Regions from separate parts of the Pan troglodytes genome. Here region 1 is linked to region 2. The links are chromatin contacts, called in public HiChIP or PLAC-seq maps. All regions are on one chromosome and are shown on one strand. Each heading gives the region's core, a stretch centred on a gene start, on an enhancer-like site or on the middle of the called end of the contact. The rest is flanking DNA. Distances are from core to core; before and after follow the strand shown. Region 1 holds the start of AAGAB (alpha and gamma adaptin binding protein). Region 2 holds the start of SMAD3 (SMAD family member 3).

What was found. HiChIP or PLAC-seq counts read pairs in DNA pulled down with a chosen protein or histone mark.
Region 1: a contact with region 2 is called in an H3K4me3 HiChIP or PLAC-seq map of stem cell-derived excitatory neurons, with 2.1 times the contacts expected there. The contact joins the promoter of AAGAB here to the promoter of SMAD3 in region 2. A contact is called at or near these places in 1 of 7 Hi-C or Micro-C datasets (stem cell-derived neural progenitor cells) and 1 of 1 datasets of contacts at active chromatin or transcription factors (stem cell-derived excitatory neurons).

Annotation. Positions count from the first base shown.
Region 1 is chr16:59,250,559-59,256,713 of NHGRI_mPanTro3-v2.0_pri, reverse strand. It overlaps AAGAB (alpha and gamma adaptin binding protein), which reads left to right and starts at 3,426. Exons shown (of 10, transcript XM_063795212.1): 1 at 3,426-3,508. It overlaps IQCH (IQ motif containing H), which reads right to left and starts at 3,848. Exons shown (of 22, transcript XR_008539624.2): 1 at 3,697-3,848.
Region 2 is chr16:59,054,723-59,061,183 of NHGRI_mPanTro3-v2.0_pri, reverse strand. It overlaps SMAD3 (SMAD family member 3), which reads right to left and starts at 1,468. Exons shown (of 9, transcript XM_001159972.7): 1 at 706-1,468. The coding sequence starts at 911.

The sequences.
Region 1 (6,155 bases), core at 2,177-4,676, 190 kb before region 2:
TCAAAAGCAATATAAAATTCCATTTTCTTCATCTCTGCTAGAGTTTGGCTGAGTCATTCTCATCACCTCAATTATCTTTAACTTCATTCTTTTTTTTTTTTTTTGAGATGACGTCTCGCTCGTGTCCCCCAGGCTGGAGTGCAATGGCGCGATCTTGGCTCACTGCAACCTCCACCTCCCGGGTTCAAGTGATTCTCCTGCCTCAGTCTCCTGAGTAGCTGGGATTATAAGAGCCTGCCACCACGCTCGGCTAATTTTTGTATTTTTAGTAGAGACGGGGTTTCACCATGTTGTCCAGGCTGGTGTACGAACTTCTGACCTCAGGTGATCCTCCCACCTCGGCCTCCTAAAGTGCTGGGATTACAGGCATGAGCCACCGCGCTTGGCCTTTTTTTTTTTTTTTTTTTTTTTTGACACAGAGTCTCGCTGTGCTGCTTGCTGTGTTGGAGTGTGCTGGTGCAATCTCGGCTCACTGCACCCTCCACCTCCCAGGTTCAAGTAATTCTCCTTGCCTCAGCCTCCCAAGTAGCTGGGATTACAGGTGCCTGCCACCATGCCTAGCTAATTTTTGTATTTTTTAGTAGAGACGGGGTTTTGCCATGTTGGCCAGGCTGGTCTTGAATTCCTGACCTCAAGTGATTCATCCGCCTCAGCCTCCCAGAATGCTGGGATTACAGGCATGAGCCACCACGCCTGGCCAACTTCATTCATTTTTATATTGTATGCACCTGACAAATCAGACACAATCAGAAAGAATGAAAATAGCAAACTGTCAATTGAGCTCCCATATTTCCAAGATCATTGTTAACACACAATTGTTGGATTTTTGTGTTAACACACAATTGTTGGATTTTAATTAAAAAGCTAATTTTGAATCATAAGATCAGGTAATATTTGTTACACAAACATGTTTAATATTTGGGTCAAGCAAGCATTTATAAAGATATATTAAGAATATACCACATTTTAATGAAGCATAAAAACAAAGCTTCTAAGATTTACAAAGCATGATTGGAAACTTCCCAGAGTCACTACCACACTTCTTCAAGATTACTTCATGAACATGCCATAGCCTATTTAAGGATCAATACATACTGGATGTATTATAATGGGCAAGATGCTTTACTTCTTTGTACTTAAGTGTCTTCTGTAAACTGGAGCTAAAAAATAATACTTACAACACCTTTGAGAACCACTGGTCTAAAAAGCTGTTTAATATATCTGACTGATACACAGACGTAACTGACCATATTAGGGTGAAGCAAGTAGAAATTTAAAGTACCTCTGCTTTACAGTCTATTGCACACACACACTCACTCACTCACTGACTTGCCAGAAACAATTTGATTGCCTAGGCTAACAACAAAGGAAGTCTACTTTTACAGTAAATGATGTAGCCTGGGGAAATTGGGACAATTTAGAGTCAGAAGTGAACCTAATCCAAACTATATGTCCTATGGAAGAGGAAAGTGAGATCCAGAGAGATGAGTGCCTAGCTCAAAGTCACTACTTGTGAGACTGTCAAAGTCATGGTCAGATCTCAGTATTCTGACTCCCTATCAAGTGCTTTCCACTAGACACATTAATTATTGGTAGCCTGTCTGAGGGAAATAAATCATAGCCCCAAATAGAAGTGGAATCCACGTTGGCACAGTTGGGTGGTGCTACATACTCACACATTCTCAGGATTCACTGAGAAAGTAGGGAAAGTCTTCCAAATTTCCTCACTATACATATTCTACATGTAGAGAATATAATTTTATACTATACAGGAATCAGTCTTAATAATCTGGTTAACAGGTAGGCTCTCTTCCTCTACACAGCCCTTTACTTGATATGTCCATAGGAATCCTTTTAAACAAGTAGGGGTGCAGATCAACATGGATATGACTATTAGCTGTTCTGACCCATCTCACAAGTCAGTGTCAACAGTTATCTATTACTATAATGTTGTATCCTAGGTAAGAGTCTCCATTATTGTTCTAATTATTTGGAATCTATAAAAAGAGTGGGTACGTGCAGCAAAGAATTAACCTTACCCAAAGAGGGGTCCAGTCTTCGCTCCTGGCTACTGGGAGGTGATCTCTAGGCGCCTGGGATGTCCTGCCTGATAGAAGTGTCTTTGTCTGTGGGCTTTGGCCACCAGACAGTCTATCAACATGATTTATAATGGGTGTTTTGATCCATGCTGTATCAGCTCAGACCTCTGGAGCAGTGGGAGACTAAAAGTATTCAGGAGGGGCTGGAGATTAATGGTCAACCACAAGGGCAGTGTGAGATTGAGCCCCAGTAAAAACTCTGGACATCAAAGCCTCAGATAAGCTTCTCTAGTTGCAATATTCTATGCATATTGTCACATATTGTGGCTGGGAGGAAGTAATGCAGGTAATGACGTCCATGACTCCACAGGGATAAGATGACCAAAAGCTCTATGTTTGGACCCCTCCTGGACTCTGTCCTATTCATCTCTTCCCTTGGCTGATTAATTTGTATGCTTTCACTATAATAAAACTGGAGATGTGAGCACAGCACTTCCCTGAGCTCTGCGAATAGTTCTAGTGAATCATTGAATGTGAGCGTGGTGATGGGGCCCCTAAGTTTGTACCCAGCTGGTCTGAAGTGAGGTGGTTCTGGGGACCCCTGAACTTGCAGGTAGTGAGTGTTGAAGTTAGGGCAGTTTTTTGTGGACTGTTCCCTCAGACTTCGCAGTTTGGCTAAACTCATTGCTGCGTGATGGTGAAAGTGAGGGTGAGAAAAGATCAGGTAAGATTAAGTATGATTCTTAATGGGGAAGTCTATGAAATTGGTGAGTTCAGGGGCTTGTATTTGGGAAAAGGTACATTTAGGGAAGTCTCTCCTAGATGGGAGGTAAGAGATCAAAATTCTGCCAGAAAAATTAGATCCCTTTGACGAGTAAGACCCACTTCAGACCAACTGAGTGACAGTCCTGACAGAGTGACCTTAGACAAATGACTTCAAGACTTAGTCAAATGCAGCTATTATATATGTGATAGTTAAAACCAATGATATATGTGGAAATATCTTAAAGTTACCTCACATAAATGTGAAAACAAAATGCTATAATCATTTCAGAAACATCTGAGTGCAACTATTACAAATTGAGCTGTATTGGACAAGACTTTCTTGACATTTCCCCTCTCAAATTAAAAAGGTCTTTCACTAAGTTTTTAAATGTCACATTTTTTCATTCCAAATTATCTTGATTTTTCTGTGTGTTCTCCAACGAGGAACATTTAGATCTAAAAAACTGGGGTAGGAAAAGCAATTCACATATTTCAATTTGTCTCCAAATTTCTTATCACCTCCTAGAGTGTCCGATTTGTCTCTCCTCCACTCCCGACGTCATGGGTTCATATTTTTCAGAATGTAACATTTAAAAATGATGCCTCAGCGTGAGGTGAATTTTTCTGAAGTAAAGGTTATGGGTGAACGGTTTTAGAGTTTTCCCAGAGGCAGAAAGTCGTGCTTCTGGGGCGTAACCTACAGGGTAAGTCACCGGGAGTGTGCTGGGCCGTGGGGGGAGGTCTGGGTGGGCATTTTTGGGAGCCTCTCGCGAGTTGGAGGGAGTCTAGGGGCGGCGCACCAAATGGGTGAGCGTCGGTGAATCGGCGCGCGGGACCTCGCTCGGAAGTGGCGCGGCGGGCAGGGCAGGGCCGGGGGAAGCCCGTTTCCCACCTGGATTAAGATGGATCCGACAGGGTCCTGGTTTTCAGTGTTCTGTGCCATGGCTAGGTCAGGGAACGGCTACCTCCGCGGAGGCGCGGTTTCCAAGCACTGAAACCTTCAGCCGGAGCCGCTCGTCCCCATGGCAACACCGCGCGCGACCTGGCCTGTTCCACGCTGGGAGCGGAAGGGGGTCTAGGGGCGGGGTCAGGCCAGCCTGGTCATTCCGAGAACGCCCTCTCCGGCCTGTCTCCCCCTCGCGCCGGCGGCCGTGGTGCAGCCCAAGGCGGAAGCGGCTGCCTGACGGAACCGGCTCGCGAGCGCAGCTATGGCTGCTGGCGTACCCTGTGCGTTGGTCACCAGCTGCTCCTCCGCCTTCTCTGGAGACCAGCTGGTCCAACGTGAGTAGATAGGCGCCTGGGCCGACCTCCAAGGCCCCTGAGCCTCGGCGGGCGACGGACCCAGCACCACAGCCTCTCTGGGCCTTGTTCCCGCCGCGGGCCCTGCGTTCTTCCTCCAGTCAGTGGAGGCGCCCAGTCTCCCCAGGTGGCTGCCCCTAGCTCTTAATCTCGTGCTTTTCTGCCCACTCGGCCTTCTTCGGCGTTCCTTTCGGCTTCCTGTGTAAAGTGAGACTGATTTCCCGCTCTGCCCAGCCCAGCCCACAGGTTTTTGCGAGGATCCGTTGAGATGAACCTGAAGGCTCTCCGGAAATTGCGCTAGGTTACAGGAGTGTAAGGTGCTGGAATTGTTGATATCGTGATGTTGCTATCCTTGCTGCTCCGGGAGAGAGTGTTTACTCTGAATTCTGAAGTTTATTCTGCGTATTTACTCTGAAGTTTATTCTGCTTCTTAATGTGTACATTATAAGACTTGCTAGCTTTGTCCCCTCCACTCTAGTTATTCACGCCTTTCTTCTGAGGCATGGGCTCTCCGCCAACATGAGTTTTTGGGTATTATTGGGCTAGTGCTTTTGCTTATAGACCCTCATAATGGCTGTCAGACTTACTAACTCTTAAAAGAGAGAACATGGGACTGGATAATAAGCCAACTCTACTAAAGGGCTCACTTTGTAAACTGTAAAGCATTGTATAATTATAATTTCTTTGCTACACCTGTCAAATGACAGAATTAGGTAAGATGTCCCTTCAGTGCAGATATTATATGACTTAGTTATCATTTGTGATCACTTAGAAAGTTCCTTGCTAGGGTAAAAGCTTAATTATAGCATTTAACTAAGTGGTTACTAACTGGTCTAATTAGGCCATTTTCTTACCTTTAAGCAGTGCTCCTTCCTATTTCCTCCCTTCCCTCCTTTCTTCCTTCTTTTCTTCCTTCCTTCCTCTTTTTTCTTTAATTGTTTCATTGTAAAACTAGTGCATACTAAGTAAAATTTAGCATACAGAGAAAAGAAAATAGCCATAGTCTCATTACCCAACTACAAATACTGCTAACATTTCTTTCCAGTCTTTTTTTCCATTGCAGTTTCTTAAAAAGAAATAATTGTAATTACATTTAATACACAATTTTTTCTGTTTTTAAAAATTTTTTAAATACACAGTTCTTATCCTCAGATTTATCAAAAATTAGTTTCTCACATATATCCATCTAGTGAATAAACCAGAATTTGCTCAAGATTCTTAAAGATGTAACTAACTTTCCAAAAGACTTACATGCATTAGGAATCCTATTAGCGATACATGGAAGTCTTTTCAAGACAATCTCAGGAATATTAATTATTCTAAATGCTATGGTGCTCTGTTGTGTGCTTTAATGATCCCAATCGGCAAACATGGTCCCTGCCTTGAAGTAGCTGATTACCTGTAGTTAGCAAATAGTAACATTGTACTTCTGTAAAGTGTATTAGCATTATTGGGGGTAAAATTAATTCTGTAAAATAATCCATTTTATCTCTGTATATAAAATGCTCTTAGATAATTCCAGTTCGGGTTAAGATCAGATGACCTTTCCATTGCAACTCGTTACTGTCATGTAGTAAAAAATAAAAGAAGAACAGCTAGTGAGCAGATTACTTGAATAAGGAAAAGTGAACCATAAAAGAGGGCTTATCATTTCTTCCAAGGTTGTGAATAGGGTAGCAGTGGATAGCGTTAAAATGAAGTATTTGCTGAGCATTCATTCTTTGACTGTAATTAAAGCTGGGATTAAATTAATCACAGGTTGACTCTAATTTTGAGGTAAGAGATGGAGCCCACATAATATTTTGTCAAGTGTTCGGTGATATTAGGCCGTGGAATAGTTTTGGATTGAATTGGATCTACCTTTTTGGGAAAGTTTGGTTCTACTTCATGTATCAGCGAGAGAAACCTTTAGGGTTCTCCAATTTCTCTTTCTTTGGACATCTGATCTATCTTAGTGCTTTTAACCACCAGTGGGAAATATAACCAAATAACAGCTTATTAGAATTATTCTTAAAACAGTCCAAATGCAGTGGTGCATGCTTGGAATTCCAA
Region 2 (6,461 bases), core at 219-2,718:
GTGGGAGGTGGGAGAAGACCCTATTTTCCGCCACTTGTCTCTCCCATTTGGAAGTCAGAGCACTGCACTGCAACCAAAGTGCGTGCATGCTCAGGGGGCGGGAGACTGGCACAACCGAGTCTAAAAATACTCGATAAAAATGCTAATCCCGAAGGCAAAGAAAGAACGAAGAAGGAATCTGTCAATCACTAGGCTCCCGCTCCTCACCCACAGCCCCAGCTGTACGGACCGCATTCCTGTAGAGGAAAGTGGGGAGACCGGACTGAAGAAAAGAAACGCAAAGACACCACCACCTCCACGAGCGCGGGCAGCGGGGGCGGGAGGCGGCGGCGGAGGAGGGGCTCCGGCCCGCGGAGCCGAACAAAGCGGGCCTCAACTTCCAGCCCCAGCTCCCCGGAGTGGGGGCGGCCGAGTCCCGCAGCAACCCGCTCTCCCCTCCCGGAGGTGGAAAGGGAATGTGAGGTCTGGAAGCCAGAGTGCCGCGTGGAAGCCTCGGGCTCTGATCTTTGCAAATCAGAGATGGTTTTGTTTGGGGTCCCCCCACCCCCTTCCTGCCCGCGCTCTCCCACTCTCACACACACGCACCCACACAGTCTCACTCCCTCCCTCTCTCTCCCTCTTCCCATCTCCAGCCCCACTGGGTCGGCCCCGCAGTGCCAGGGGGCTGGGCCGACGTGCCCCCGGGTCCCCCGGGCGGGCCCCCACCTGGGGATGGTGATGCACTTGGTGTTGACGTTCTGCGTGGTGATGGCCTTCTCCAGCTCGTCCAGCTGCCCCGTCTTTTTGAGTTTCTTGACCAGGCTCTTGACCGCCTTCTCGCACCATTTCTCCTCCTGCCCGTTCTGCTCGCCCTTCTTCCAGCCCAGCAGGCGCTTCACGATCGGGGGAGTGAAAGGCAGGATGGACGACATGGCTGGGGAGGGCGCGCGGGCGGCGAGGAGCGCCCCCGGCGGGGCTGGGCTCGACGGGACGCCGGGGGCGCAGAGGGGAGCTCGGCCGGGGCCTGCCGCGGTCGCCCAAACTTCGCCTCAACTCTCGGCGAAGTTGCCGGGGCGCCGGGCCGGGCCGCGGCGCTGCAGCCTGCGGGGCTCGGCGCGCGGCCCTGCGCCCGGAGCGGCTCCCACGGCGAAGAGAAGAGCGGCCGGGCGGGCGGACGGCAGCAGTGCCGGGTCGGGAAGGCCCCGAACGCGGGGCGGTGGCGGCAGCCGCGAGACTCCAAGTGGCAGCAGAAGTTTGGGTTTCCGCACGGGGTAGCTGTTTGGGTGCCGCCTCCGGGAAGGAAAGTCCAACCCCCGGCCAAACTTCGCTCGCCTCGCTAGCTTTGATGCGCAGATCCCTCCGCCTCTGCGGCCTCACCGCCCCGCCACCCTCCTCCTCCCGGCTCGCCGCTCGCTCGCTCGCTCGCTGGCTGGGCCGGCCCGGGGCGTGCGCCGCGCTCCCGCTCCCGCCCGCTCCCAGTCTGTGTTTCATGCAAATCCGCGTGCAGCCTCCTTTCCAAGTGCTGTCACCGCCCCCTCGCCGCCGGGGCTCCCCGCCTCCTCCCCCGCGCCCCGCCACCTCCTCCCGCGGGCGCCCTGCCCGCCCCCTGCTCCGGGGAGGGCGCCCGGCCGGCCACCACCCCGCGCCCAGCATGCCCACGTGGGCGACCCGGGCGGCGGCAGTCCTGGCTGGAGCGCGCGGGACCCTGCGCGACCCCGACCTGAAGTCGGGCGGGCGCGGGGAGGAAGTCCTGGGAAACACGGCGAGAGGGGCCTCGGGCGGGAGGGCTGAGCGCGGCCCGTGGCGTCCGCTCTCGGAGTCCACACTCAGGCGGCTCGGTTGGAGTTGCGGGCCGGAGAGGGTTGGACTCGCAGCAAGTAAGCGCCGTGCGGACGCGAGTGCACCCTGGAGAGGACCCGAGCCCGAGAGGGGGCGCGCGGAAGGCCCGGGCCCAGGAAGTTGGGGCCCGCACTTGGCCTCGCGCTCGCTGATCCCCGTCAAGGCCCTTGGCCGGCGCTGGCGCCCCTGGGCTGTTTTTATTCTCTAGTCGGTGAGATCACACCGGCCGAGAGCCTCGGGAACGTGTGCGGAGGAGGAGGGGGTGAGAAGTGGGTCCTCAGAAGTGGAGAGCTGGGGACACCAGTGACAACCTGGACAATGGCTGGAGCCAGGGGTCTCTTGAGCCTTGTGAACCGAGTGCCCGGCAGAAAATGAGCCTCAAGGACATCTGTTGAGTTCTTGAAGGAATGAATGGAGGCGCTTTCGAATTTATCTTTGAAAGAAATTTACATAACAGGGTGTTTGTTGCTGGATCTCCTGATAGAGAAGGATCGGAAATTTGATAATTCCCAATAAATGGAAGAGAGTTTTGTTTCCAAAGCAATGAACTCACAAAAAAGTGGGGCAAGACAGGAGTTTTCGGAGAGTTTGTGTATTCAAAAAAAGCAAAACAACAACAAACCAATTGGCACATTGGGGAGCTCCGCGGCTTTTCTCTCCACCAAAAGAATTCAGGGGCGTCTGCCCGCAGGGCCCTCGGCGGTTTTCAGGAGCTACTCCAGGCCCCTCGGCCTTTCTCTTGCTGCCTCCCGCAGCCGACTAGCCGGTGTCTAAGCCCTTTGTTTGTTTTTAACAGCAGGAATCTCCCACCCCCACCCCTGCTTTGTTAAAAAAAAAAAAAAAAAAAAAAGTTATCTGCAACCCTCAAGTGGGTGGGGAGTTACAAAGCCCTGTGAGGTGTGGCGGAATCCACAAAGTCAGCCCAGAAGCGGCAGGGGCCCTTGCCTTGCTTCAGAGAACCGCCTCCCACAAGCCAATCCGCAGCTGCTGCTGCAGAAGTGCGCTGTGCTCCTCACCCTCCTCTCTTCCTAAATACCCGCCTGAAAAGGAGAATACGTGAAACCCAACTGAGTCTTGACAACCTGGCTTCCGTTCCTTGCTGGTCCTCCTGTTAACGCGCTGCCGCTGTGGTCTTAGGTTTCACTGTCCTCTTCCCGTCCGTCAAGAGAGACAAGGATGACACAATCCACATTTATTGATTGCTTTCTTCATTCCAGGTAGCCCGCCTGCTGCCCTTTGATTCAATCTTAACAGTGGTTGGTGAGGTAGATGTTCCTCTGCCTCACGTTTACGGAGGCACAGAGAGATTACATTACTTACTCAGGATTCCAAGTGGCAGAGCTGGAATTTGAACCCAGTACTTTGTTGAAGCCTCAGTCTCCGATCTTGACACTGCACCCAGCTGCCTGGGTCACGGAAGGCAAAGATGACATCATTGATCGAGCTCTTTGCAAAACAGTTCTCTACACGGGCACACTGTTTTAACACTGCAAGGATTATTTGCTCACCTGTAAAATGGGGCTAGAGGTAGCTTCCCTCGCGATCTCCTAGGGTGGCTGTGGGAAGCTCATGTGAAAAGGTTTGCATTGCTAATGCCATGAAAAGTGGTGGAGGGAGGTCAAATAAGTATAACACACATTGACGGAGCAGCTCTAAGTTGCAGCCCTCCTATTCAGTTCCTGAACTTCCGAAATAAAAGACTAAGGTTTTCAAGGCGTTCACAGCCTAGAGAAGCATCAAAGGGTGGGGATGAGGATGATGTGACTGAGTGGGCAAAGATGGGCAGGGGCCTTGCAGTCATCATCGTCCAGTAAAGTGTTAATCTTAACCTGAACAAGTCCAACCATTGAGAGGTAGCCAAAGAAAGTAAGAGGGGCTCCGGATCCATCAGTGACTGGCCTGGCTTCCAATCCTGGCTCTTTCTCTTCTTCCCCTTGGACAGCGTCCGTTCTCTCCGCTGTAAGAATGGAGCAAGCGGTTCTCACTGTGCAGAGTGTTGGATCCAGAAAGAGCGTTGTAACTGTCCTCCTGTAGTTCAAGTCCTTTATGTTACAGAGGGAGCAATGTCTGCTGAAGGAGGGTGATTTGCACTGTAGAGGAAGAGCGTCAGAGAGATTTGAGGATTACATGTAGTAAGTAGAAGGACCTGACAGGTACTTCACCCTCTAAAATCATGGTATGGGAAGGGGCCCTCATTCAGCCCTCTCATTTTCCTGAGGGGAGGAAATAACTAGGCAGCCAGCTAGTTAGAGTGGCAGAACCACGCTTCCCTGCTGGCATCCGTGTGACAAGAACAGCTGTGCATGCAGAAAAATAGTGCTGGACCCACCTACAAGTCTAATAAGTGCCATTTCTGGGCTAGCTCTTTCTCCTCAGGCCTGTTTCTCCAAGAGAAGTCCCTCCACTGGGGGACTAAGTCCAGTTTCAGAAAGCTCTGAGGAGGGCTGAGGAACTGATTCTTCCAGTGCTGAGAAGACCCTGCATGTTCTCTTGATCTTGACTTTGGGCAGTGAATGGGTGGGCTGTTGTGGATGGGTACAACTCTGTTCTGGCACCGGGTCTTTTGGGGCCCAGCCATACCTGCTTTTGCAGAGGTTGTCCTTGGGAGGGAAACATTAGCCCAGTTAATTTTTCATCATGGTAAGTGCAAAGTTCAGGAGAGGTGGGATGGAAGTGGAGACAGCAACTGTTTCCCTGGGAATAGTCCATCCTATGAACAGTTCACCTCGTTAATAGACACATCAGAGGGTTTTCGTGTATTTGGAGTGGCTCCCAGGTGGGCCGGCCACTCCAAATAGACGAAAGAAACAAACACCTGACTTCAATTCTGATTATTTTCCCATTAGCTCAAGGGTATTTAATCAACAAGTAGTGAATCTAGAAAAAGCACTAAAATCATCTTCATCTTACACAGACAGAAAGTGATGTCTGTAAGGGAAGGTGATTTGCACTGTGAAGATAAGTAGCCAAATCAGGACTAGAACTTTTATCAGAGTGCCCTCACCTAAGAGAGAGCCTCTGTCTACGGTCAGATCTCTACCTATAGCTCTTTGTAACACCTTACACGTGTGAGCTCTTCTGTGGCACCAGAATGACCTGGGTTAAACTTCTACCTCTTCCACTTCCGGCTGTGTGACTCTGGGCACGTTCCTTAACTCTGTGTGTGTCAGTTTTCTCATCCATAAAATGTGATAATTACAACACCTTCTTAGGATTGCTGTATGGAATCAGATTAAATCATATAGAAAGCTTGGTACAAGCACATAGTAGGTTCTCAATATACATGGATGTGATTCATGCATACCATAAAGTGCTATGCAAAAGTGAGAAGCAATGAATTCCATGTACATAAAACAAATGTATAGATTTTAAACACAGTTCCAACAGAAAATAGTAAGACACAGAGGGAAAGGAATAGCATAATGCTACTATGTAAAACAAATTACATATACACAAAATAATTATATACATTTTGAAAGAAGTTATACAAATAAAAAGATATACATTGAACCACTTCACATCCATTAGGATGGCTATTATCTTTTTTTCTTTTTTTTTGAGATGGAGTTTCGCTCTTGTTGCCCAGGCTGGAGTGCAATGGTGCCATCTTGGCTCACTGCAACCTCCGCCTCCCGGGTTCAAGCAATTCTCCTGCCTCAGCCTCCTGAGTAGCTGAGATTACAGGCATGTGCCACCCACGCCTGGCTAATTTTGTATTTTTAGTAGAGACGGGATTTCTCCATGTTGGTCAGGCTGGTCTCAAACTCCTGATCTCAGCTGATTCCTCCCACCTTGGCATCCCAAAGTGCTGGGATTACAGGCGTGAGCCACCGCGCCTGGCCAGCTATTCGCTTTTAAAAAACAGAAAATAACATGTTGGAAAGGATGTGAAGAAATTAGAATCCTTGCACATTGCTGGTGAAGATGTGAAGTAGTGCTGCCTCTGAGGAAAATGCTGTGGTGTATGTATGGCAGTTCCTCAAAAAACTGAGCAGAATTACCATATGATCCGGTCATTCTGTTTCTGGGGATATACCCAAAAGAATTGAAAGCAGGGACTACGGGTATATCCACACCCATGTTCGTAGCAGCCTTATTCACAACAGTCAAAAGGTAGAAGTAACTCAAGTGTCCATCAATGGATGGGTGGAAAAACAAGATGTATTGTAGTCATACAATGGAATTTTTAAATTTTATTTATTTATTTATTTAGAGACAGAGTTTCGCTCTTATTGCCCTGGCTGGAGTGCAGTGGCGCGATCTTGGCTCACTGCAACCTCCACCTCCCAGGTTCAAGTGATTCTCCTGCCTCATCCTCCCGCGTAGTTGGGATTACAGGTATGTGCCACCACACCCAGCTAATTTTGTATTTTTAGTAGAGATGGGGTTTCACCATGTTGGCCAGGGTGGTCTTGAACTCCTGACCTCAGGTGATCTGCCCGCCTCGGCCTCCCAAAGTGCTGGGATTACGGGCATGAGCCGCTGTGCCTGGCCCATACAATGGAATATTATTTAGCTTTAAAAGGAAGGAAATGCTGACACATGATACATTGTGGATGAACCTTGAGAATATTATGCTAAGTGAAATAAACCAGCCACAAAGGAACAAAAATTGTGTGATTCCACTTACAGAGGTACCTAGC